Linked DNA regions of Triticum aestivum: region 1 is linked to region 2. Evidence: chromatin contacts called from public Hi-C data. All regions are on one chromosome and are shown on one strand. The core of a region is the stretch at or near the end of the contact, and the rest is flanking DNA. Distances in the headings are between cores, read along the strand shown. Region 1 holds the start of LOC123181954. Region 2 holds the start of LOC123181953 (BI1-like protein).

Region 1 (5,026 bases), core at 164-2,663, 500 kb after region 2:
TTCTGCAGGACAACCAGAACTGATTAGTGATATGCTGGAGACCAATGGAAGCTTCAATAAATAGCACAAGTACCTCAGTTGTTTTACAGCACGACAGATCTTCTCAAGTTTATTGTTCTGCAAACCATGGCGAAGTTCAGCTTGCAGTACCAATAAGCAGAATTTGCAAGATGGGAACCAGGAAACTGCACGGCAGGTTCCTACCCAAGAATCTTTCAGAAGTATTATAATGACAACTGCCAAGTCTTACTTGTGGACTGAGAACATGTCAATTGGAAACTCCAAGGAAACTGTACTAGTAATATTTAACCAGGTTTGCTATTTGTAAGTTGCCGGTTAACTCTGTCAGGTTTCCTGGCCTTTGGATAAGCTTTGGGATGTGCTTGTGTCTGATTCTACACTGATCCAATCGTCGAAAAATATGCCACAAATAAATAAATAACCATAAGTTACCATAGAATACCTGCCCATATTTCAAACAAAGGCATCAGTGAGACAGTGACGTTCCAACAGCACATCACTAAGGCCCACCACATATACAAAATTAAATTCCGATGACTGTAGGAAGGAAAATTTAATGACCCAACGGTGTAGGAAAAAAGACAGCTGTGAGACAGTGACGTTCCAACAGTACAGCACTGACCCCTGCCACCCATTACAAAACTAAGTTTTAATGGCAGATGGAAGAAAACTGTAGTGACCTAAGAAAAATCCACGAAGTTTCCTAGTAATGTGCCTAAATAAGAAAAATGAAAAAAAATGCACAGGTAGTCAACAAGCCCACCTAAAGAAAGGCAAGTTCATGACGAGGAAAAAGTCCTCCAGATCTTGCTCTTCAAAATAAATATTCTCCTTCCAAGTGCGGGCATAGTTGAAGGCAATCATATTTCTCAGAAAGAAGTCTAGGATAGAAGAGAAAAACCATGTCAGTGGAGCATCTGCTACATGCAATGGTGGAAAAGCTGAAATCGGAACCTGTCCTGGAGGTGGGCCGGTTGCTTGGCATTGGAAGCCTACTTCAGGACCTGCAGACACATTTCAGGATGATCCATTGGAGGATCAGTCGCATCGATGAGAGTGCAGTTCTTATGATCAACGTCAACAACGAGCAGTACCTCCAGCTTCTGCAGAGGCTCTGGTCTCTCACACTTGATACTGATGACGCGCTGAATAGGATCTCTCGCCATCTGAGAAAAAAGGGGGGCATTTTCTCATTTCATCAGGTATGCAGCTCGCCCATCTTTCGGAGGTTCCATTTTCGCCGTGTCAATAAGATAAGAGAGGCAGTAGCTAGCTTGAAAAACTGCTATGCACAAACATATAGAATCAGACTTCCAGCCAAACATACAGATATCCAGGAAGCTATGAGTTGCCAGAGAACATGTGGCAAACCTGAAGGTGTACTTGGTAGAGAGAGAGAATTGGACGATGTCCTAAGAATGATGCAAACTGATGACAGCACACCCGGCTTGTCAATTCTCCCCATAACGGGAATGGCTGGAATCGGGAAGACTACCCTCGCTCAGCTAGTATTCTGGCATCCATGGGTTGTTGATACCTTTGGTGATGATCGGATTTGGGTTTCGGTACCTCGTGAGTTTAACACCATGGTGATATTGAGTAGAATAGCACAAGTTCTAACCACCCAGCAGTGTAGCACAAGTGATTCGCCAGAAGAAGAAATGATAGAGCAGGAGGACTCCGTGAAACTGAAGTACCTTGTCAAAGAGAAACTCAGTGGGCAGAGATTTTTCATTGTACTGGATGATGCGTGGGATCAGGATCGGAAGAAATGGCAGGAGCTGATGGAAGTCCTTGATAGTGCTGGAAAGCCCGGAAGCAAGATGATTGTCACTAGTCGCATCCCTGATGTTGTAACATTGACCAAGTCCCTCAAACCATACACCTTACAGTGTCTCTTGCCAGCTCATTCTTCAAGTCTGCTCACACAATGGATGCAAAATCCTGCAGAGTTGCCACCACGGCTCATTCCAATCAGAAAAATGATTGCTGAAACATGTGCTGGCGTGCCCTCGTTACTACTCAGCGCATCAAACAAGCTGAAGAGCATACGGAAAACTCAGGTCGCTTGGCAGCATGTCCTGAGCAGATTTGATCTCGTCTTCTATGCAGACCGTCTTTTGTTGGATGCGGCTTATGTCAGCTACCAACATCTCCCTCCAAGCATCCAGCAATGCTTTCTTTACTGCTCACTGCTCCTAGTTCATAGCTTTACACCTGAACAACTGACTGACATGTTTGTTGCTGATGAGCTCATAAAACTGATAAGCAGCAAATCTGACATGCATCTCTACTTCTCCAAGATAATGACAGAACACTTCTATGGTGTAGTCCAGAAATCTCGACACAGAGGAAACACTGTTTACAAGATGCATCCTGGGATGCAACTTCTTGCACAAAGGATTAGTCGGGGATTCCACTTAGCAATAGATGCTAGAAAGGAAATAATTTGGCCTTCATGTGATGCCAGGTGCCTCTCCTTACTTGTTGATTGTGAAACAAGTAAGCTTCCACCAGAATTGTTTGAATTGGAAAGTTTGAGGACCCTAATATTGCTCAGAGATGAAAATATGCTTTTGTCTGAGAACAAGTGCGCAATCACCGATATCCCAGCAGAGTTTTGCCAACGTCTGATAGCTCTGCGTGTACTGCATATGCAATCTTGCAGGATCAAAAGGATTCCTAGGTTAATTGATATGTTACAGAATCTAACCTATATCAATCTTTCTCACAATGATATTGAGATTGTACCAGATTCAGTTAGCAACCTTCGATTCTTGACCCACTTGAATCTTTCACAAAATGAGATCATTGAACTGCCAGAATCAGTTGGAAAGATGCAATCCTTGCAGATGCTGGACCTGTCTCACTGTGAAAAACTTCTTGGCTTGCATGAAGCAATAAGCAACCTTGTGAATCTACATACTCTAAACCTTGAAGGCTGTCACTACCTTGCTGTATTACCCAAAGGCATGAAAAACTTGAGAAGTCTTACGTGCCTGAACATTCTTGAATGTCCTTTACTAACTCAAATGCCTCGTCAGATGAACCAACTCACAAGCATCAAGATATTGCCAAGGTACATTGCAGCAGAAACTCCCAAACATACCATCTCAGAGTTACGTCCTTTAGTTTATTTGAAGGAACTCGGTGTCCAGAACATGGAAAATTCTTCTTCTGCTGATGCCAGAAATGTAATCCTGCAAGACAAACACAAGCTTGAGTCACTGGCATTGAGTTGGACTGGAGATTGCACAGATCCTGAAACTAGCTCGAGAGCACAAGAAATACTTGAACATCTGAAACCACGCCGTGGTTTGAAAGTGTTACAGTTATTTTCCTATCCAGGAAGGAAACTTCCATCATGGATAAACAGTGGCGTACCTTACCTAAACTCACTTACTGATATCAAGTTGGTTAATCTGGCATGTGAAAGCCTGCCACCGCTGGGACAACTGCCTAACCTCAAGATTGCTGAAGTAAGCGGAATAGATGCTGTCACATGTGTAGATGACACATTCTATGGGGCCGATGGCACATTCTTCTCATTGGAGAAACTATCGTTCTTTCACATGCCCAACCTAAAAACCTGGGTACCATCACACAGAGAAGGACTTTTTCCCTGCCTTCAAGAATTGACAATCGCCCAATGCCCAAAATTGACAGCAGTACATGTAAAACTCAGAGCTGTTACAAGCTTGATCATGCTGATGAACAATGAAAATTTGATTGCATGTAGAGGATCACTCCAAGGTTTGTCTCGGAATTTAAGGTCTCTGTCAATTTCCCTGTGTGAAGAGCTATTAGAACATTCTCAATGTGAGGGGTTGCATGAACTTCATGGGCTTGAGGAGCTCCAAATTTCAAGGTGCACAGAATTAATTTCGTTACCTGGTGGTATGAGGCATTTGTCAGTCCTTCGGAGTTTGACTATAACAAAATGCACAAAATTAGAGACCTTGCCAGAGTGGTTGAAGAATATAACCTCTCTGAGATCATTGTGCATATCTGACTGTCCAAAGCTGCACATTCCCAAGAGTTTGAATAATTTGTCACATCTCCAAATTATTTTGGAGTGAAGTCCATCGGTTTTCCCTTTATATGGTAAGAACTGTTTATGTAACAGGAGCAAAGAATGGTTATGGTTATGGGTACATTTTTCATTCCCTCGCAGAAAAAAAGAAGAAAGACTGGTTATGGGTACATTTTGATGTTCCTTGTTTTAATAATTAATATTCTTGACATAAATACATGTGCGGCTTTGCACTACTACCAGACTATATGATGACTAGTTGAATGCCCGTGCATTGCTACGGAAGAACGAAAAAAATGTAGTGCCCAAACAATTGCTCTAATTCAGAAATGTGTGTCAAGCATGATGGCGTGTGATTTTCATTTATATAGCGAAAGACTGGTTTTCTCTCCCATTCCATTTCTCCTCGGCAGTGGTCGTGGTTGGAGTGGCAACGATCCATCAATTCTAACACGAGCAACTTCAGGGCCACCGTCCTCTTCCTCGGCTTGGTCGTGATTAGTACACCTGTACTGCACTCATGTGGCGGGTTTCTTCTCGGGTGTGTTCCAGATTGGTGCACTGACTTGCTTTGTACAAATTTAACTGTACCGTGGTTATTACGAACCCACTCACTCCCACCTCAGATGCTCCGTCGCAAGCAGCTATTGCCGGCAAGGGTTGGGCACACTAGACTACAGCCAGGGTCATCATGGCAATGAAATCCTTCACAGTTTCTAGTGTAGATTACTGCAGCTATATAGTGCTTGAAGATGACTCGTGGTGGCCGGGGGCCTGATGCTAGTCTAGCTACACTATTGTGTTGCCTGCAAGGTGTTCCATATCTATGGAGATGAGGAAGAAGCTAGACACGCACCTCCATATTGTCGGCACCTCTCCCCACTTTCTTTGTCGCCCTTCATGACCCAAGCCGGACTACGGCTTAGATCCAGCAATGGTGAGCTACACTAAAATTGCCATCCAAAAAAAAAA
Region 2 (5,483 bases), core at 1,785-4,284:
TTATCACGACCAGGATGGTGAGAGCAGAAAACAGAAATGGTCCAAGGTAACTAAATTCCTTGCCCTTCTTTGCGGCCCAGAATGTGTATGCAGTCAGAGAGACAACCACAGCTGAGGTCAGTACCAATGCTTGAAGCACAATAGTTCCTGCAACATACAAGTGAGCATTTAATAAAACTAGTCTAAAGCAAGAAGACAATGAAAACAATTATATGAAAGAAACGAACCTTCAGTGTTTGCACAAGCCACACCAATGCTGAAGCTCAAGCACAGAGTGAACAAACCCAAGATAGCAAGATTGTGAGGGTGTCTGTGCTGATAGATGTACAATGGGATCATCACTGCAACAAATATCACAAAATTAGCTGTTAGGAAAAAAATATCTTCTGATACAAAATAACAACAATGGACTGTCATCTGATCAGCATTCTCTCAGAACTCAAAAGATGGTCCAGGGGAAGGGGTCTGGGAGTGCTTCAGTGTGATGGATTGATGCTGCTGGAAATACTAACACAGGCAGAATTTCTATTCTCTTGCACTCTATGTTCTGAGACTTGAGACTCCTGCCAAAGTATTTCTCCATATCCTACTGGACTAAATATTAATCATTAGGACTTTATCATATTTGTGTCTAATTTGATGGTGTAAGTATGATTTTACCAAGAATCAGTTTGCTCAAATAAGAAAATTTCACAACAAATAAATGTTCGCAATTTATATACACCTACGGAGATAACTGCTATTGCTGAAAGTGGTTCAGTAACTTCAAAATGTAATATTTGTGGGGAATATGAACTAGAGAGAAAACACACAACTGATCAATTTGTTATACATGTATCATAGATTGTTTCACATAGGACATTGATAAGAATTTAGTCACTACTAGCTTCAACTTTCTAATGATGAAAGGAACTAAACAGCCAAACAATATGAGACCAAAACATCTTTACCTGCATCATAACCTACACGGACAGACAGAAACAGAGCTATACAGGAAAATTAGTACCTATTACAGTTCCTCAAATACAATACTATCTCTACTTGCATCCATGTCACACTAACTATCAACACAAACTACTACTCCCTTAGTTCAACCTTAGTTCAAAACTGCGACACTTATTTTGGATCGGAGGGAGTAGTAAACTAAAACTTTCTCGGTTTTGCTATTTCTCAGGTACCTGAAAATTTCTCTAGCGTCAGTCACCTTCTTCCTTCTGGCACGGGGAGATTGAGGGGAGGGCGGGGCGGCAAGGCGGTGCGCAGTAGCGCCCGCCGGCCGCGGGTGGTGGAGGCCGGCGGTTAGGGCGGGGCAGGCCGGCGGCGTCACGAGGAAGAAGAGAGGGAGGTAGAAAATGAACAGTGCGTGACGGATCTGTTTTCGATCGTTGGATGAAGATCTAACGGCTCTGGTTGAAAGTGACTGATGGACTTTCATTTTCAGGTACCTGACTTATAGTCGGTCCCAAACTTTCTAGTCTCTCTCACTTCCAACATGGCCAACACTATCAGAATGGTCATCAAGTACCAAGTCCCCCAGCTCACTTTCATTTGAGTCAAAGTGTAAACACTATCCCATCCATGTTTTGTGCTGTCAATTAGGTTGTTGGGGAAGCCAATTATTTTATCAAGGAAACAAATTGAACAAAAAACTCTGGTCGCTATGAAGGCCTTTACCGCACCTCAAGGCATGCTAAACTGATACTCCCTCCGTCTGAAAATACTTGTCGGAGAAATGGATAAAAATGGATGTATCTAGAGCTCATTGTTTTAAAGGCGTCCGTATCTTGTCGCTATAGTGACGATATACAGGTGTGAAGGGGGTCAATCGCCATACAGACCCAGGATCGCAATACCTTTATGGCGTCGCTATATCGTCGCTATAATGCTGTAAAGGGGGTCGCTCGCCATAAAACACAATACGCCATTAAAACAATGCTAGAACTAAAATGCATCTAGATACATCCATTTCTCCGACAAATATTTCCGGACGGAGGGAGTACCAAGGCCTACTAAACCTTGACATTTGATGTATATCCATATAGTGGCTACCTTGAGTGGTGGCAACCATCAAGGCGTCTATTTAGAACCCTGTCCTGCTGGCTACACTCCAAACTCGACTCCACATTAAGTTGTCTGAAGAAACTCTGATGTCTTCAGGCCCTATGTCGTGGAGGCAAACCACAGGTGCATATAACCCTTCATATAGGCCCGTTGCACACAACTACAGTCAAACTAGAATACATATATCATGTTATTAAGGGCATGGTAACAGTTTCAGCATTATTCCTATTGCATGTATATCACCATGGATTCGTTGCTTGCTGATTATGAACGGCTTCATCTTAATTCACAATTCGATTTGGAAAGAAGAAAAACACATATAATGTAACTAAAATTTGTAACCCAAATCCACTGGATCAAACTATTGCATCTTGAACTAGCTAGATCCACGATCTACGCTGTTGATTCGAACAGCTGGGCGTCCTACAACCAACGGGTCAAGCAAACTGCTAATTGAGGCGAGGTCAACGAATTTCTAGGTGTCGTCAGATTCATCACAGAATAAACGCGCCACGACAAGGTCAAGGATGGCACCAGACGGGAGAGAAAACTAGAGCACTTACGGATGAAGGGGAGGACAGCGAGCACGAGCGCGAGGACGGGCGAGTTGGAGAGCGTGGCGTTGAGGGTGGGGTGGAAGACGGTGATGGCGGAGACGACGGTGGTGAGGACCAGCTGCGCGCAGAGGATGCCGTAGACCTTGCGGATGAAGCCCCAGCGGAGGGCGTTCTCCCCGCGCGAGATCCCCGGGTAGAGCGTCTCCCCGTTCCCCGCCTCCAGGTCGATCGACGACGCCTCCACCTTCTCCTTCATCTCCGGCGCCCGGCGGTAGCCCGACGGTGCCAGCGGCTGCATCTCCGTCGCCGACGCCATCTCTCTCGCCGACGCTCTGGGGTGGGGAATTGGGGATTTCGGTTGGGACGCGGTTTGTTCGATGGGCGGCGAATTGGGGATACTATATAGATTTGTTTTTTCTTCGGGGAGAAATGGTGCTGTGTGTGTGTATATCTATTCGCTAGCGCTACGCGTACTCGTGGGTGGTGCCGAACTTTTCTGCCCTGTGGGCCCAATTTGGCATGTTATTTTTTCTTGAAAATTATTTTTTGCCTAAAAAGAGTAAAATACACCACAAATGATTAATCGATGAGTGTCAAGTTAGTCCTAAATACATGTACTGTACACTTGTTTACTCGTATGTGTGTGTAAGTTTTTCCCCTCAGAAACCTGGCACCCTCGCTTTTTTCCGTGAGACCTAAAAACCTCTGGCGAGTAGGGTTTCGAGCGGAACTCGACGGCGTACGCCGGATCTTCACGGCGTTGCGCCCCTGGATTCCGCTAGAAGATGTCTGCATCAGCCAGCGGCGATCATCGGGCAGCGGATCCAGCCTCCCCACGAACGGCTAGGGTCTTGCTCGAGGAGAAACTCAGGAAACTAGGGATCACCGACGAGGAGGCGACACCGCTGGTGATTGATGATAGGGAAGAAGGGAAACCGAAAAAGTGGCTCTTGGCGGGCAGGGTCTTGCATCGGAATCTCCTCCATATTCAGACCATAACCAATGCACTTCGGTCGGCGTGGGGAAACCCTATGGGACTCCAATTCCGATCGATAGGAGAGAACACCTTTGTGGCAGAATTCGAATCCCAGCGCGATCGCGAAAGGATTTGGGAAGGTTCACCTTGGCATATCAACAAAAATGCCGTCATATTGGCTGAGTTTGAGGATTGCATGAGACCTGATGAGGTTTAGTTTAACCGGCTCAGCTTATGGGCTAGGGTTCCAAATCTCCCATGCAATCTGCGAAACGATACATGGGGAAAATTGATTGCGCAGCAAATTGATAAGGCAGCCACTTCTATTCAGTTTGATCATGTTGGTGGATATTTGCGTGCGAGAGTCTCTATTGACGTCAAGAAGCCATTGGGGAGGTGGATCTTGATCGAATCAGCCAAGAGGGGCAAAACTGATCTATATGACATACAATACGAGCAAGTGCCACACTCTTGCTTCTCTTGCGGCCGTCTAGGTCACGACCCTTTTTGCCCCAACCCAGGACCTGGGGATGAGAAAGGAGAACTGCAGTTTGGCCCTAAGTTAAGGGCACCAGAGGATAAAAGAAGGACGACATCTGGCGACGACACATCGAAAGAATAGCACGCACACATGAGCAGCCAGAGGGAGTCCCGGAATTCAACTACTGTTGGCAAGGAACAAGTGGAGGTGAACTCTCCACTGAAAAATAGATCACAGAATAATAAGAGGAAAGAGGCGCCAAAACAAGTGTATCGGCCAGTAGCAAGTCGTCAGCTTCTCCTTACCGATGGTAACAGCTCCGTACACACTGATCATCTGGCTGGTAAGGTAATGGAGGGTGATGGACATACTTCTCATGAAGAGGAGGAAGAGCTTGTACGGGACACTAAGAAAAAGAAACCTACACCTGAAAATTCGGCAGAGGCTGCGTTGCAGCCCTGCCGGTCGCAATGAATTGTTTGAGATGGAACTGCTGGAGGCTTAGGAACCCTGAGGCGGTTCGTGAGCTTCGCGGCATTGTGAAGCAAGAAGTTCCTGCCCTGCTGTTTGTTATGGAGACTAAAATCAGGGCGAAAAGAGTAGAAGATCTGCGTCACCAACTAGGTTTCGCGGGATGCTTTGCTGTGGACAGTGAAGGACTAAGTGGTGGTATAGGTCTTTTCTGGTCCAAGGAATATGATGTTCAGTTGAAAAATTATAGTTCCGTCCATATTGATAAATGGTGCGGATGAAGGATCAAAACTCCCTAGAGTGGAGATTCACGGGTTTCTATGGAGCACCTAGAGCTGAGAATAGACACCATAGTTGGCGCTTTCTAAGAACCCTGTATGCATTGCCGCATGCTGGATGGCTATGCATGGGTGATTTCAACGAGACTCTGTATGGTGATGAGCATTTTAGTCGATCGGCCCGACCGGAATGGCAAATGCGAGCCTTCAGAGAGGTTGTTGATGATGTTGCTTTCCAAGACCTAGGGTGGACTGGATTGCCCTATACTTGGGACAATAGACAGGATGGAGATGCTAACGTCAAGGCCAGGCTTGATCGTGCCTTTGCGAACGAGGCTTTTCGTCAGCATTATGAATTCATTCGAGTACGTCATATCAGTGCGGTGGAGCCGGACCACTGTTTCATTGTTGCTGAAATCAGAGACAAACCACATGATCATGGCGGTCGACGATCGAGACAGTTTTGATATGAGAACGTGTGGCAGACTCATATGGACTATGAGAATTTAGTCACAGAAACATGGTTGCAGCAGAATCGTTCCCCAGGACTGCAAGGGATAGTTGAATCGTTGGGTGCGTTGCAGCGAACACTTGAACCTTGGGGAACATGAGAATTTGGATGCCTCACCAGATCAGTTCGTCAGCTTCAGAAAAAGTTA

Evidence for each region. Hi-C and Micro-C count contacts between places; a contact is called where the count stands out from the background.
Region 1: a Hi-C map of leaf shows a contact between it and region 2, with 7 times the contacts expected there. The contact joins the promoter of LOC123181954 here to the promoter of LOC123181953 in region 2. A contact is called at or near these places in 3 of 5 Hi-C or Micro-C datasets (all in leaf).

Annotation. Positions count from the first base shown.
Region 1 is chr1D:346,071,030-346,076,055 of IWGSC CS RefSeq v2.1, forward strand. LOC123181954 reads right to left here and starts at 1,414. Exons shown (of 6, transcript XM_044594376.1): 1 at 1,393-1,414; 2 at 1,116-1,303; 3 at 976-1,025; 4 at 785-902; 5 at 74-463; 6 at 1-2. It overlaps LOC123181955 (putative disease resistance protein RGA1), which reads left to right and starts at 924. Exons shown (of 3, transcript XM_044594380.1): 1 at 924-3,774. The coding sequence starts at 924.
Region 2 is chr1D:345,573,023-345,578,505 of IWGSC CS RefSeq v2.1, forward strand. It overlaps LOC123181953 (BI1-like protein), which reads right to left and starts at 3,035. Exons shown (of 4, transcript XM_044594375.1): 1 at 2,625-3,035; 2 at 228-341; 3 at 1-147. The coding sequence starts at 2,934.